Linked DNA regions of Bos taurus: region 2 is linked to region 1. Evidence: chromatin contacts called from public Hi-C data. All regions are on one chromosome and are shown on one strand. Each heading gives the region's core, a stretch centred on a gene start, on an enhancer-like site or on the middle of the called end of the contact. The rest is flanking DNA. Distances are from core to core; before and after follow the strand shown.

The links. A called contact is a pair of places that touch in the nucleus more often than the background predicts.
Region 2: a contact with region 1 is called in a Hi-C map of liver, with 3 times the contacts expected there. The contact joins two enhancer-like sites. A contact is called at or near these places in 2 of 11 Hi-C or Micro-C datasets (liver and skeletal muscle).

What each region holds. Positions count from the first base shown.
Region 1 is chr10:79,761,133-79,766,597 of ARS-UCD2.0, forward strand. All of the region lies in intron 7 of RAD51B (RAD51 paralog B), which reads left to right. Among named protein-coding and RNA genes, the nearest start is that of RAD51B, 94 kb to the left of the region's middle. Within about 2 kb of position 2,694, at least 10 of the 102 cell types and tissues checked have an H3K27ac peak or open chromatin away from gene starts, as enhancers often do. A contact at or near this core is called in liver, where this site is marked.
Region 2 is chr10:80,647,428-80,652,892 of ARS-UCD2.0, forward strand. No RefSeq gene overlaps it. Among named protein-coding and RNA genes, the nearest start is that of ZFP36L1, 30 kb to the left of the region's middle. Within about 2 kb of position 2,069, at least 4 of the 102 cell types and tissues checked have an H3K27ac peak or open chromatin away from gene starts, as enhancers often do. A contact at or near this core is called in liver, where this site is marked.

The sequences.
Region 1 (5,465 bases), core at 1,444-3,943:
CACTTGCACATCTTTTTGGCGGAGTCTCATCCTGTGGTCAAGAACAGTCTTGGTGCCCTCACCACACCTTTAGCTTGATATCAAAGTGTAGTGGTAACAGTGAAGATGGTTTAAACTCAACTGAGACAAATTAAGAAATGGTCATATGTAGCAAGTGATAGGTACAGATGAGTGATTTTTTTTTCTTCTTTTTTTCATGGAGTGTTTGAAAAAGAATACTAAGAGTCTTCTGGGAATGATGTTCAATGTCCCGAAACTTTTTCCTGGAATGACCTATCAAAACTGTTATGGATTCTTGACCAAGACTTCTCAGCTGTATTAATGTGAAAAGGTTTGGGTTTGGTAAAGTAGCCTGGCATATGCTGCAGTACTTAAAATTTTTTTTTTTAATTTTATTTTTTTTTTAATAATAGCACTAATTCCAGATTATAGGTGCACTTGTGTGAACAGTTCCCTAAACTTTTCTTTCTAAAGTGTAAATTGTTAAGTCTTTCGGAATAACAGTACAGTTGTCTCTTTAGAAAGATCCTTTAGATTGATGTCTTATGACTGGCCTAAGTTCTTCTGGCACATTCTCTCCTGACTCCTTTTTATACCCAGAGAGATATTTCTTTCTTCTTAATCTATGCTTTGTTCAGAATAAAGAAATGTCGGAGAAGTTCTCTAACATACTTTTAGGAGAGATTGCACAATAAAATTTTGAATCCAGAATGGCATAAACTGTCTACTTTTGCTGTTCTTGGCTGATGGACAAATTTGTAATCAACCGTTTTGCATAATGGTCATGTAATTGAAGTTGTAGGTTTATCCTTAAGAACACAGCCTCAAAGACACTTGTGTTCAGTTGGTAATGTTTAAGGTGATTGTGAAACTCTTTGCTGTCAAATAGTGGGGACTTCTCTATCAGTTTGGTTTGCTTTGTAGACAATGCTGTTTTTAAGTAAAAAACAGTTGACACCTCCATGTCTTATTGGCATGTCTGGTTAAGTGTAGCTCAAATATATATTAAACTTTTGTGTGTGATAATGTGCTCTCCAAGTAAGGAGTCATCACTGTATGACTCTAGTAGATGAATTGTCTCATTTGATAATTTCAGTACCACCTAAGATTTTATCTAGTGTGTGATGAGGTCATATAGTGACTGTTATTATATATTGATTCAGAGTCTAGGAAGATAACTGATGAACTTGGTCCTTGGTTCCTAGAGGTCTGTCATAGGAGAAAGGCAATGATTAAAGAAGCAATCTTTATTGTTGCTGACCAGCTCTACTGTGGAACATTTAAGACATTGGGGCTCTGATGTGAAAGGTGAATTGAAAAATAAGTATTTAGCACTTATTCTATGCCCATAACTTTGTTAGGTACTGGTAAGTTAGAGACATAATTTCTGATCATGAGGTACTTAAATTTGGGGGAAGATAGGCAAAAAGATACTTCTTTTAAAAAAAAAAATACATTGAGGTAATGGCTTCCCTGGTGGCTTAGATGGTTAAGAATCTCCTTACCATGCAGGAGACCCCAGTTAGAACTCTGGGTCAGAAAGATCCCTTGGAAAACGGAATGACTACCCACTCTGGTATTCTTGCCTGGAGAATTCCATGTACAGAGGAGCCTGGTGAGCTACACAGTTCATGGGGTTGTAAAGAGCTGGACACGACTGAGTGACTAACACTTGAAGGACTTTACTTTTTCTTCCCTCCCCATTGTGGAAGCATGCACAAAGAGGGATTAGCAAATACATCAGAACACGCCATCAGTTGTAGTAAAAATTATTTTATAAGAGGCAAGAATAAAATAAATGCATTACTCAGAATATTGATGATCTTCGGGAGGGAGACAGAAGAATGGAATTCAAGAAGGGCCGATGTGTAACTTCACTGGGATTGGGAATATTCTGATTCATAAATTGGGTGATGGGTTCATGAGTATATATTTTATCATTATGGTTCAGTAACCTACATAGTATACATATTCTTTTATATCTATTAAATGGTATATAAGTTTAAAAAAATCAAGATATTTTAGTAAACATTTCCCAATCTTAATTCATTAGAAGCATTTACCTAGGATAAAATGGAAGACTGAACTCAGCCAGACTTTCTCTGAACAGTATCTATTCATCCACTCATCCTTTTTTTTTTTTACTTTTAGTTTTTGAAATATAATAAAAATAATGTAGATTTTTTTCATATGACCTGAATGCCCTATTTCTGTGCTCCCTAAGGTTCCATGGACTCTGTGTAGAACCCAGTTTATAAGTCAAAAGGATTCTGTCTGGACTGGCTGGCTAGACATTTAAGTATTCATTACCTCTGTGCATGTGTGTGTACGTGTGTGTGTATATTTAATGATGTTTGTGCATGACTTAGCTAGGGATTTTGAAGTATTTGTAGGGTTTTCCTATTTGCTGGGTGGCTTTAGAATTGAGAGCCATCAGTAGAAAGAAAACAAAGAAAAATACTATTTCTTCTTTCATCTGTGTCCTGTATCATACAAGTGTTGGCTGAAAATAGCACCAATTTTCTGGGAAAGGTCATGCCTGAGACTTTTCTCACCCTTTACCCCTACTCTCCAATTCATGTTTCCTTCTTACAACGTGGTCATGCGCTTGCCCAAGTCGGGCTTATGAACCGTGTCGAATATTTGTGCAGTTTTGTTTTTTAAGCCCTGCACTGTGCACATGATGCAGTATTTAATTTGGAATGGACCCTGAGTTTAGTCACACGTGCTTCTTGTGGTGTTTATCTTGGAATCCACAAGTAGGAGGGAGGTATTTTTGCATTTTATACATCTGGACATTGTTCATGATCCTCTTGTGACTTGGGAATTCTGTGTGGGGCAAAATCCAAAGAACAGCATTAAAAATAACACGGAGCTATTATGACATCTGAGTAAAAATCCTTGAGAATGCCCTTCTAATCCCAGCAGAGTTTGATCTTGACAGTGCATGTATGTGTTAGTCACTCAGTCGTGTCGGACCCTTTGCAACCCCATGAACTGTAGCCCTTCAGGCTCCTCTGTCCATGGGCTTTCCCAGGCAAGAATACTGAAGTGGTTTGCCATTCCCTTCACCAGGGGATCTTCCTGACCCAAGGATTGAACCCAGGTCATTTGCATTGCAGGCAGATTCTTTACCGTTTGAGCCACCTGGGAAGCCCTTGATTTTGAGAATGAACTTTTTCAATTGTGCACTTCACTGTTGGCCTGAGTAGATTGCTGGGGTTATGTTTACCTGACACCTTTGCGTGGAGGCTAATGCACTACCAGGCTTTCTGAAAGTCTACTGCACAGTCAGCCTTTTGGGAGGGGAAGATTCTGCCTTGATGGTGCATGGGGTAAGACAGATGAAGTAAATTCTGCTTACTGCTGCAGTGTCTCTGCCATTCTCTTACTCCATGGGCATCTTAAAATGATGATGACCTGTGAGCATCTTTCTAGTCATTCCCTTGATCTTGCCTCATTCCATGTAGTTTAGAGCTAAAGGTTGATCTGACACCACCTTGGGCTGTGTTAAGACTAGGGATGGGAGTCGGGGGAGGGTGTTGGGTGATGGGTGGGGGAGGCAGGGAGGTGCATCCGGTGAACTTATCCTTTCCTTGATTATACATGGGAAGTCGTTTTCAACAGAATTGGACAGATATAGTACATCGCCTCCTCCTTTTGGCTAGGGTTCTGCTAGGATGGCAAAAGTGAGAAGGGATGTATAGAAGCCTTGCTGCTCTTTGAGTGAGTTTGCGTACGGACAGTATTGCTTTTTGGCTCCAATCTAGTTTTCTTTCATTCCCATGTCTCATCTTTTATGCAGCTGCAGAGAGCAGGCTTGGAAAGTGGAATGAAAGCTTCAAACAAATTTGCTCTTGAATACAAGAAAAGAGTGATTTCTCTGGGTCAGAGTACAGATTCAACTGAGGAGGAAGCTATTTGCCTTATCACTTTCTGAGTGAGGGCTGTTAACTTTTTTCCCTTCAAATGTAATAAAAAGGGGAAAAAGCTGATAAGGTAGTTGGATCTGCTAGTTATAATTTATATAGAATTTTCAAATGTACTTAATAAGGTTTATCATATGATTATAAAAGAAGTAAATACTTGGAGGGCAAAGGTCAGCCTTTGCTTGAGGTTTCAGAAAGAGTGGAATATGGGGTGGTTGAGTGCTTGAATAGGACTACTCAAGTAGGAGCTGTTTCTCTTTGCTGGTTTCTTTGGCTTTTCCTTTGGGAACTTTTTCCTCCTTACTTTCTTAATGCATTTTGCAACTTTCAGTTAAAAAATATCCACCAGAGTTTAAGCTTTTAGCAAATAAACACGTCCTGGTCCTACTATGGGAATCACAACATAACTGAGAATGGCTTGACTTCAGCTGGAGAGAGGTTAATCGTCGGAACTCTGAGGGTTGATACCAAGATCGTGCTTGTTTAATGTTTTAATGACTCCAAAAGGAAATGGTGAAATCTGCTGATGACACCAAATAGTTTTTGCTGATCCAAACAGGAATTTCTGGGAAGCTTCTTCATAGTATTTGGAAGACTGGAAGAATTGGGCAATGTGGTAGCAGACACACCAAACTTGAAGTGAAGGTTTATGTGAAGTAGCAGGAGTAATGTCAATTTGTTGAAGCTACAAAGCCTGCCAAGTCCTCCAAGGGGAAGACTGCGGTGTCCCTATAAAGGACTTGGCTTTGATTCCTCTCACGAAAGGAAGATTTAGAACAAAGCATATTTTGATATATAGAAAATGAAAACTACTGTGGTAATAGTTGTAATTATAAAGCATAGTGATTTAAAGATACGGTGTCCAAGTTTCTTTGCTAGTGCCAGCAGTAGTATATCCACATAAGTGCTATTTTCTCTCCAAATGCTCATAGAAGATTGTATACTCATTTTATGCGTGCTCCTTTTTGGGGAAATAGTTCCTAGTATATATCCTTTTCACTATTTTCTGGGTTGGCAGGTCTTAATTTTTTAGGTTTATTTTTGATTTTTGATGTAGCCAGTGGTCAAAGGACTTCCCAGGTGGCTCAGTGGTGGTAAAGAATTTGCCTGCCAATTTACAGGAGATGCAGCACATGTGGGTTCAATCCCTGGGTCGGGAATATCCCCTAGAGAAGGAAATGGCAACCCACTCCAGTATTCTTGCCTGGAAAATTCCATGGACAGAGGAGGCTGGTAGGCTATAGTCCATGGGGCCACAAAAAGTTGGACACGACTGAGTGACTGAGCAAACTACACACACAAGTTGTACAGGGTAATGGTTTGATATATGTATATAGTGTGAAATGATTACCACAATCAACACACCCAGCATCTCACATAGTTACTACTGTTTTATGTTTGTTGAGAACACTTAAGATTTACTTTCTTAGCAAATTTCAAGTATATAATACTGCAGCTCTAAGTATAGTCATCATACTGTACATTAGATCCCCAGAACTCATTCATCTTATTACTGTCCCTTTGTCAAGCATCTCC
Region 2 (5,465 bases), core at 819-3,318, 890 kb after region 1:
GTGCATTTCTTAAACCACTAAGATTTTTATCAGTGACCAGCCCAAGGTGCCAGGACCAGTGGAGAGTTTGCAGTGTGGTCTGATCCACCCCGAAGTCCACACCCACAGTTGTACACATTATCCCCGAGACAAGGCTGGTATCCAACGCTCCCCCACGTACTGGGCAGCCTCCTGACTGTCTGCAGGAGAGGGAACTGACCCCCTTTCACATCAAGTCCCACCCTAACCTGCTCCTGCCAGCTCCCCTCGCCCACCCCAACTGACTCTTCCTGCAGTCAGGAAGCACCTTCCGCTCCCAAAGAGCCCCCAGAGGGCCTATGGAAGGAAGAGAATGAGGTGGGGACGGACAGGTCCATGTATAGGCCTCGGAGGGGAGGGGAAATGACCCTTTGAGGGGTCAGATGCTCTAAGCCGCCCCACTCTCCACAGATGTCATGAAGACCTTGCAGCCAAAGGGGAGGGAGCAAGCTGGTTCTTCCAGGTGTCTTGGCTGACCTGATGTAACCCCAGAGTGCCCTGCAAGCCAGAAGGCAGAGGAAGGGGTGTGTGGGAAGGTGGTGATTATCGACCTCCATTTCAGGGCTGGGTGTGAGGGCCACCTGCCCAGGGAGGACAGCCTGGTCAAGAAGCAGGGATGAGCCCCTGCCGGTCCCGGGTGTAACCTGAGGCACAGGGAAGCCATGGGAAACAGGCCAAGTGGAGTCCCCACAGCCGGGACATGGCCACTGAGAGGCCCAGTGACCACAGCCGCGTTCCCTGGGCTCTGGTTAAAGCACCCTAATTAATTCCGAATCCAATCTTTATGCCCACTGTGGGAGGAAGAGGGTCCCCATTTTACAGATGAGGAGACTGAGGCTCGGAGATTTGACAAATGTTCCCATTGCCACGTGGCCTGGAAACAGTACAGTCAGGATTCACATCTGGTCTCTCTGACCCCAAAAGCTTTGCCCTCGGTCACTTAGAGCTTCCCTAATGGCTGGGTTCAGTGCCAAGACCGGCAACTGAGCTGTTCAGACTCCCTCTGGATGAGAGGGTGAGAGGACCAGGGAGTGGACAAGTGGGCAGTGGGCAGTGGGCAGCATGAGTGAGGGCAGAAGTATCTCCACTTCCACAGCCACCGAGCCATTGAGCAAGTGGACAGGTAGGCAAGTAGACTAAGATCCAAATAGTAGGACAGCTAAAGGGCTCAGAAGGGAAAAGCAACCACTGCTCCATCGAATGGCCTCTGGAGGACAAGAAGGACCGAGGTTTCTGGGAAGCTGGGTGGCCCATCTAGTGCTAGCTAACCGTGAAGAATACCCTGTAGACCTCCCTCCTGAGACAGCAAGTCTCCAGAACAAGGGGCCCTGCCCGCCAGGTACACACGCTCCATGACCAAGTACCGGGCCGGCCTGGTCAGTCATCGACCGGCCATTGCTTGATTGCGTAAGAGGACCCCAGGCCAGGCGTTGCCGTGCCAACCCCTGCTGGGAGGAAAAGAGGAACAAGAGATCCATTGGCCCTTCCCGAGGTGGAGGTGGGGGTGGTGGCCGAGAGGGCCTTGCTGCTGCCTCCTGCAGGGAGGTAGGCCTGGCCAGGACAGCAGCTCTGCCCTGCAGCCACCGGGCCCCGGGGTCAGTGCCCAGGCCTGTTTGCCAAAGGGATTGGGTACAAGCTGGCATGGAAGTAGCTCACCAAGGGGTCATTGCCAAGGGCTGGGGGAGTAGGGGATGGGGGGAGATCTGAGGTCCAAGGAGGTAACAGGGCTATGAAGGGTGGGGTCAGGGTGCACAGAAAACGGTTCAACAGCTTGCTTCCCTCCCCTGTGCCCACCCGCCTGTGTGAACCCCCTGAGCCAAGGAAATCTTTAAGGGGACAGAAACCAGTACTGCCCTCCTTGGCCTTTCTATGCGGGGTTCCTTGGTCTTCTTAGCCCCTTATCCCCAAATGAGGACCTTCTGAAATTATACTCCATTGGAAAATGCCACAGAGGTCAGTTTGGACCCTGAGCTGGACAGCAGTGAGAGGCAGGGTTAGGGGCAGGGAACGGCCCAGCCTCAACACAAGCCCTGAAGAGGAGGTGTGTGCCCCCTGGTGGCTCTGTGTGGAACAGACGTGTGGAACCACACTCCCCAGACAGGACTTGTAGGAGAGCAGCCTCCACGCAGCCTCCTACAGGCTCTCAGTTCAGGAGCATCTAAATAACCCATAAATTCTTAACGGGAGTGGGGGGAGGTGATACAATTTACACAAAAGGTCATTGTGAGGATTGCACAATATGGGCAGTCCTCTCAGCGTGACATTCTGCAAATAATAATAATGACACAGTGACTCGGGAGGTAGGTGTTTGTTTCCAGTTTTCATGAAATGGGGGCTTGCTCAGAAACACTCAAAGAGTAACTGGCAGAACCCAGATTTGAACCTAGGTGGGATGCCAAGCTTGTACCGTGTTTTAGGCACTATAACCACTCAGATCTTAACAAGAGACCGTTTCCAGCCAATGGGTAGCTTTTTCTCTCCTGTCTCCTGCTTCCAAGAGACTGCACTAATGGGGAGAAGACAGAGAAATGACCCTTCCTCTTCGCATGTTCAAAGGATCAGTGTTAAATCTTTGTGTGTCCCGCACTTTACAAAGGACTTTCCCTGTGTTACCTCACTTGCACTTCACACCAGCCCCGTGAGGGAGGGGGCTGTGGCCCTCTACAACATGCAACCCTAAAGTCGGTGGTTCACATAACTTCCAGCCCTGCACCCACATAAGCCCCACCTGGGGCCAAATCCAATACCCAATATTCCTGTAAAAATCCACTCACAGAAAATATTTGCAAAACATATGTGACGAGGGACCAGTATTCAGGATATAGAAAGAACGCATATAACTCAGTAGTAAAAGGACAACCCCACCTAAAGATAGACAGAAGATTTGAACAAACACTTCTCAAAAGAAGACATGTGAATGGCCAGGCCAATAAGCACATAAAAGAAGATAATCAACATCATTAGTCATCATTAGGAAGTATAAAATAACACATTATACACCCACCACCATGGTGGAAATTGAAAAGCCTGACAAAGCCACATGCTAATGAGACTGTTAACGGGAACACTCATACACTGTTGGTAAATGTATAAAGTTGTACAACCACTCTGGAAAAAAGTCTAGTGATTTCTCATAAAAATGAAACCTATACCTCTTCCATGACCCAGCAATTACGCTTCTTAGGTATTTACCCAAGAGAAATGAGGATATATGTTCACAAAAAAGACTCATAGGGGAATGTTCCTAGTAGCCTTATTCATAATAACCAAAAACCCAGAAACAGGCCAGCAGATGTACAGACCGTGGTATACCTACATGAGAGTACACTCCTCAGCAACACACGGGGACGAATTTCTGAAACGCACGGCATAAAATCAAAATCATTATGTGAGTGACAAAAGTATTACACAGGATAACCTATTGTCTGATCCTATTTATATGGAGTTCTAAAACTGGCAGAGTAATCGATGGTGGGAAAATAATCACAATGGCAGTTGCCTCTAGGGGCTAGGGTAGGGATTGCCTGGGGAGAGAACTTTCTAGTTGCCAGTAATGCTTTATATCTTGATTGGAGTCTCGTTTCATTATTAGATGCATTTATTGAAAATTCAAAAAGACAGTTGTTGTGAACATTTCATGGTATGTAATTTTTTTTTTTTTTTTTTTTGCTTTCCTGATGGCTCAGCAGTACGGAATCTGCCTGCAAATACAGGAGATACGGGTTCGATCCCTGGGTCGGGAAGATCCCCTGGAGGAGGGCTTGGCAAGCCACTCCAGTATTGCTGCCTGGAGAATCTCATGGACAGAGAAGCCTGGCAGGCTACAGTCCATGGGATCGCAAAGAGTCGGACATGACTTACTGACTAAACAACAATGACAACAAACCTTCTTTTACCCCAAAGGAAAAAAAATTATAAACAAATACTGAATTCTAGTTAACAACTTGCACATGGAAACACTGAGGAGGAAGTGTGCCCAACCCATCTCTCCAGCCCTCCTTCCACTTGCCCCACCAACCACTGCTGACAGCTGGGCTTCTCCAGCACCAGCAAGCAAGCAGATCACCAGGACAGCCTCATAAGAAGTTCCTTCTGAGTGAGTGCACCTGGGCTGGGGCCCAAGCATCTGCATCTCTGACAAGCTCCAGGTGATGATGCTGCCAGTCCTCGGACCACACTTTGAGTAGCAAAGACTTTGAATGTTACCTTCTGACAAAGATAATTCCTATATCGGGATCCACCAAATGAAGGTCACCCCAGTGGCCTGGCCCACATCCCAAATCTAAACAAACCTCAGTCGGGCCTCAGTTATTGACACACCTTACTGAGGAAAACTAACATGCACGGGTGGCAATCCTCTAAGATAGCTGGAGCTAGCTTACCTGGCCCTAGAAGAGAGGATCCGCTGGCCTTATAAGGAAACCCTCACCTCATAGCCAGTCATGCTCGGTATCCTTGTTACTGCTTCTAATGCTTGATGAAACCCTTGCCCCAGAATCCTCAGGAAGGGTGCTCCACCCCTTGTGAGGCCATATACTCCCCCAACCCATGGAGTGTCTTCCCTTGAATAAAGGACACTAAAGCTCATTAGGAAATTGTTTTATTTCATCACCTGACACTTCCTGCCTCTTCTCTTTGGCTCCCACTGCTCCCCTCCTGCTTGCCTTGCCTTGACCACCCTGTGATTGGCTCTCTGAGTGCCCATCCATTTTCCACCTTTCCCCACCTTCCTCTTCCAGTGGGTGACAACTCCTACTAATGATGATGATGACTGATAGCAACGACAACCATCTGTGACACTAGGCGCTTGGACTGTGCTGCATACTTTACAAGCATCGCTTTGTGATTAATCCTTTTAACAGCCCTATGAAGTTGATACTAATACTGTTCCCATTTTACAGATGAGGAAACTGAGGTACAGAGAGGTTACACATTTGCCCGAGGTCGCAAAGTCTTGGTCACCTGTATGTTTCCTCTGGCTCCAATTACTACCAGCCTCATGGTAACGACTGTTGTGTCTGCATGTGCACACTCACACACCTGTTTTCTCTCTGCACTGACATCATGTTGTCTTTGAAAGTAGGGACAATAATGCTGTCTCTCTCCCTCCTCCCCAGCCCCTCACCCTCATCAGCATGCAGGCATGCTAAGCCGCTTCAGTCGTGCCTGACTCTTTGCTACCCTATGGACTGTAGCCCACCAGGCTCCTCTGTCCATGAGATTCTCCAGGAAGCAATACTGGAGTGGCTTGCCAAGCCCTCCTCCAGGGGACCTTCCCAACCCAGGGGTCAAACCCACCTCTCTTACATCACCTGCATCGGCAGGCGGGTTCTTTACCTCTAGAGCCTTTGCCACATCAGGGTCTCTTGTTCAAAATGGAACACGACGCAAGTCTCAGCCCACCTGTCATGGGGGCCACAGATGCCCCACTAGTCCTCCCACAGGGT